2 separate regions of the Mus musculus genome follow, and region 2 is linked to region 1. Evidence: chromatin contacts called from public Hi-C data. All regions are on one chromosome and are shown on one strand. The core of a region is the stretch at or near the end of the contact, and the rest is flanking DNA. Distances in the headings are between cores, read along the strand shown.

The links. A called contact is a pair of places that touch in the nucleus more often than the background predicts.
Region 2: a contact with region 1 is called in a Hi-C map of bone marrow-derived macrophages, with 3 times the contacts expected there. The contact joins the promoter of Tma16 here to the enhancer-like site in region 1. A contact is called at or near these places in 3 of 39 promoter capture datasets (the C10 cell line, the HPC-7 cell line and neutrophils), 6 of 484 Hi-C or Micro-C datasets (bone marrow-derived macrophages, granulocyte-monocyte progenitors, macrophages and 1 more), 2 of 115 datasets of contacts at active chromatin or transcription factors (bone marrow-derived dendritic cells and microglia) and 3 of 9 other capture datasets (adipose tissue, bone marrow-derived macrophages and liver).

The regions. Positions count from the first base shown.
Region 1 is chr8:66,390,509-66,393,019 of GRCm38.p6, reverse strand. All of the region lies in intron 6 of Marchf1 (membrane associated ring-CH-type finger 1), which reads right to left. Among named protein-coding and RNA genes, the nearest start is that of Tma16, 95 kb to the left of the region's middle. Within about 2 kb of position 1,254, at least 37 of the 459 cell types and tissues checked have an H3K27ac peak or open chromatin away from gene starts, as enhancers often do. A contact at or near this core is called in the HPC-7 cell line, adipose tissue, bone marrow-derived dendritic cells and 3 more, where this site is marked.
Region 2 is chr8:66,485,276-66,487,786 of GRCm38.p6, reverse strand. Tma16 (translation machinery associated 16) reads left to right here and starts at 1,257. Exons shown (of 7, transcript NM_025465.3): 1 at 1,257-1,375. The coding sequence starts at 1,373.

The DNA of each region.
Region 1 (2,511 bases), core at 5-2,504:
ACAAGAAAGAAACTGAGTTATGATGTACCACAAATGTCTAACAGCTTTCCTAACTCATCTTTTGCTTCCCTGTCTTCCACTTTCTTCCCATCTAAACCATGAGAGACCTATGACATACAACTATGGTTCTTAAGACATGATTTTTAGTCTAAAGCATCAGTATCATCTGTGACTATACCAGAAATGTAAATTCAAGGTCTTAATACCAGAGTACAGAAGACTCTAGAAATAACCAGTGATCTATGTTTAAATAAACTCTCTAGTAGTTGTAGATTCATGTTAAGGTCTTAGAACCACAAGACTCAAGAATCCTTCATAGGTAGATTTTTTTAGTGGCAAGCTTACCCAGAACTGGATACTATGACTTCACATAATCAACATCAATGGCTTAAAAAGGATATTTTCCTTAAATTAAAAAAAAAATATGCTGAGAAGTTTGTTGTATCTCCAAGGTACAAATGCTTTGCAAATGTTAGCAAAAAAAGATTGCAGTTAATCACAAAATAGCTGCATTTTACCATTGAAAACTATGCTGTGTGTATTCTCTCACGTGCATTCTAAATTTAGCAATACATGTACATATGTATATGTGTATGAGTAAGGCAGAGAAGGCATTATTTGGGATGAAGAAGGAAACCATTGAAAGTGATAAGAGATTAAAGACAATGAGAAAGACTAGTATGTGTGGAGGGAAATAAATGTGAACAGAGTACAGTTATTTCTAAAAATGAATTAAAATAAAATATGTCATGGAACTGAGAGGTCTTGAGCATTAGTTAGGAGTTGAGTATAATGGGAGAAATGGCTTTTTAAACTGAGAAACAGTGACTAGCAATCAGTCTAGTGAGGGTCATAGGGGGCCATGTAAAGAAAAACCCTAGATGCTTTCAGGGAATGAGAAACATATCAGCACAGGTAGGTCATAGTTAATGGTGCATACCAAAACTGCAGAGGCAAGTCTCACACAGAGATCATGTGAGGACTTAGAAATCATATTAAAGATTCTGCACTTCCCACTGAGAGTACAAACCACTGAAAACTCCAACAAAAGGCCAACATGTTCTGATCTTTTACTTTTAGATGTGATTTTCCTGTAAGGCAACTTTTGAGCCATACACATAACCACACGGCGATTTAATTTCCAAATGGTAATTGGCTAATAGCAATACGTGTTCAGAATAAGACTGAGACAAGTATGGGAAAGAGGATATGGTGTCCACATGTGGGCCAAATGCCAGGAACAGAAAAGGAGGAAGGGCTCAGGGGTTGCTTCTTCTTCGTGGTTGTGACTAAAGTAAGATCTGCCTTTGCATGTCTGAAGCAACAGAACTACAAGTTCACAGGCATTTGCTGCTTCTCTCACCATTGTCTTCCTCCCTGCGCAGGGGATCATGGTGTCTGTGATCAATCTGGAAGCATTTCTCCTACAGTGTTTCTTGTAGAAATTTAATTTTCTTGTTTAGGCCTCCTACATTCCCCTCAAAATGATCCCCAAATCCTTCTGTCCTCTCTGACCTTGAGGACATTTTTCATGTTTGCCAACCATTATTTTCTCTTGTCAGTATATCACATCAACCTATGTGACTTATAGGTACATAGTTGTTTGATTTTATAGTGTATAGCTCACCAATCACTGAAAAATTATCATCAGCTCCAACTGTGCTGTGTTTCAACAGCATGCCTATTATTATTTTGCATATAGTATGTTTTGAGAGTTTTATACATAGAACTCCATCTAGATTACTCCATCTTTCCTCCCAAATCCTCTAGTGACATCCTCTCTAAAATTTTTCATATTTTCTTTTATTATTATTATTATTATTATTATTATTATTATTATTATTATTAGTAGTAGTAGTAGTAATAGTAGTAACATACATAGACAGGCACACATATGTATACGACTTGTTGAGTCCATTTAGTGATTCTATTCTGTGCATGTGTCCAGGACTGACTGACTGATGGAAAATCTACACTGGAGCACATTTGGAATCACAAATGGCTTGCTTATAATGTAACTCATCACACCGTTCTCAAGTCAACTGGCCTCTAATGTCTCTTACATTTATAAATACCAGTATCTCACATTTCTCAGGTTCTCCAGGGTACCATGGCCGTCAACAACTTTGTCTTATGCTCTCACTAGACCTAACAATTAAGGTGCTTCCTAGTTACTTAGTGGGCTACCACCATGTCCTTCCTACTCACTTCCACTAACCTTTATCACTGTAGCTTTCAGTAGAGTAATTCTATACACCATTTCCTGTTAACAGTACAGAACAGGGTTATAGTGACTTGTTTGTCACTCTTCTAGCCAATTTTATTTAGCAAAAATACTTCCTGCATATATTTTTGCATTGGAATATTTTTATTCTTTAGAAGAATATCATGAAAATTCCCATGGGATATGAGAAAACCAACGATGAACTATTTCTGGCTGAAGATAGGCTAAAAGAACTTAAGAAGTTCATGGAGGCTGTTGGAAAGCAGAGATCTATAGAACAGAGCAAA
Region 2 (2,511 bases), core at 8-2,507, 95 kb before region 1:
GGATGCCTCCGTGGGCCCACAGCCCTTCCCCCTGAGGGACCACGCCAGGTAACTGGGGGGGCAGAACCTACCTGGCTGTTGCCAGATAACTGTGTTGTGGAGCTTAGACAAAATACTAACAGTTGTCCTTTAACAAAAACGATTGCTTTAGCTATTCCTATGTATTGAGGGTTTTTTTGGTCTCTATTTCATTAGGTCCCGCTTTAATAGTGATCGATTGATGAATTTATTTATTTATCCAGTGATTGGGTTTGGGAGTGACTTCTTATTTCTAGAACCTTAAGATGAATTATTACTTCACTTGGAAACTCTCATTTTGCTTTATTGTAAATACTCACTTTCCTGTTAGGATGCTTTAGCTAGCTCGTAGAGTGCCTATGATTTTCATTTGTTTCTAAGAATTTTCTCCTTGATTTCTTCAGTGACCCACTGTACATTTAAAATTGTACCATTACGTGTCCAAGTATTTGTTTTAAGTCCTGTAGTTTCTCTTGCTGTTGGATTCTAGTTTTATTTCAGAGTTGTCTGATAGGGTCCAAGGAATCCATTCATTGTCATCCTCTTCCTCGCCCCCCCTTTCTCCCATATCCCTCTCCTAACACTCCCCCATACATCTCCTCTTCTCCCATCCCTTCTCCTCCTGATCCTTCATCTCCTCCCCTTTTTTGTGTATGTTAAATCCACTTAGTCTATGGTAATAATTTATATTATAATAGTATTTGAAATACTAACTTCTTTATGTCCCACTACAGATAGAAATTATACAAAAAAGAAAGTAGGGAAACTGTCAAAGTACCTTCAATGCGTAGCATGTACTAGGCATTTGATTAATAATTACTACGTAAGACTTTCTATCAAATTTTACCATGCTGTTCAAAAACGGAATAACAAGGCCGGAGAGACAGGCTTTAGATATAGAAAGAAAATGGTAGAGAAAATCAAAGGAAAAGTGAAGGCTGAATTTACACCATTCTGGGAGATGGGCACCTCTAGGTGAGGTAATGCTATCTCCTAACAAGTTGCTCGCCCATGGAGAGCTGCCTTCTGGCCGATACTCAAGGCCGGCCTTTCAGTCAGAAACAGAAGACAGACAGACTTCTGTTCTCTGAGCTCGACTCTCTCTCTCTCTCTACTCTCCCCGCCTTTGTGTGGCTCCCGGGCTGTAAAACAAGGCGGGCGGAAAAACATTACGTCTCAGTTTCTAGGGACGCTTTAGAGAAAGCACCAGCTCCTCCCCTTCCTGTCCGCCCCTATTTGTTTCCCCCGGGGCCCACGTGTGTTAGGGAAGAAGCGGACTTGAGAGCGGCTGCGCTGCCCTCTGTGAAATTGTCGCATCGGGACATCGCCCGGCCTCGGTGGCCAAGACATCGCCATGGTGAGCGGCCCCTTAGGTTCTCCGGGAGGCTCTGGTCGGGCGGCCGGGGAGTACAAGCTCGGACCCGGGAGAAGCCGGGACTCGGAGTGGCTGCGTGGGGCGGTGGTGGGCCCCCGGTGCTGCCCCAGGATCGGAGTGCTCCAGCGCGTTCTCAACTCGCTCTGGGTGGCGTTGTCCACGTCTCCCGGTTTCTCATTTTCCTGAGGGCCTTAACTAATACCGCTTTGTGGATCCACCCACCTCTGCCCTGGGGCAAGTGCAGGTCTCCCCTGCCCAGGGTCACAGCCACCCACGAGGTGCATCGGCCCGCAGCCCTTCTGTTCTGACTTTAGTCCTGCCTCTACAACTCCCATTCCTACCGGGCAACAATGCTGTTTTGTTTGCATTTTAAGACAGTAGTTAAGAGTGTTATAAACGGTTTATGTATAGCGATATAAAGAGCTCATTCACAGTATCCGAATTTATGTTTTTTTTTTTTTTCTTTCGAGACAGGGTTTCTCTGTATAGCCCTGGCTGTCCTGGAACTCACTTTGTAGACCAGGCTGGCCTCAAAGTCAGAAATCCGCCTGCCTCTGCCTCCCAAGTGCTGGGAATAAAGGGGTGCGCCACCACCGCCTGGCCGAATTTATGTTTATAACTGATTTTATGTACGTGTGGATATCGGAGAACAATTTGTGAGAATCTGTTTTCGCCATGTGTATGTTTGATGTTTAATCTCGTTTCTCATTTGCCCCACTATCCTCCATGTGTGTGTTCTTACGGCTTTAAGATTATTATTTTTTTATTCATAGCCAACCTCAGATGGGTTTCAGACTTAGACGTGCCTTCTCTCATCAGATTAATGAAAAAATGACCAATGTCTAAGAGAATTGTGTGAATGAGGAATTGATGAACATTTTAATTATTTGGAGAGTTTTTTTGAGATTATTTCGAGCTTTGTCTTAGCAAAGGAAAAGGGAAGGAAAGAATTACAGACAGAGATAACAAGTGTAGTCTCAAGTTGCAGTGTGGTTTATTCTGGAATAGTGATCTTCAGTAAGAATGGGGAGAAGGAGCTGTGTGAAGGAAATGCTGGAGAAGAAAGTTGGAAGAGATGGCTTTCTGTGCTAAAGCTTAGAACCAAGCTGATCTCTTTC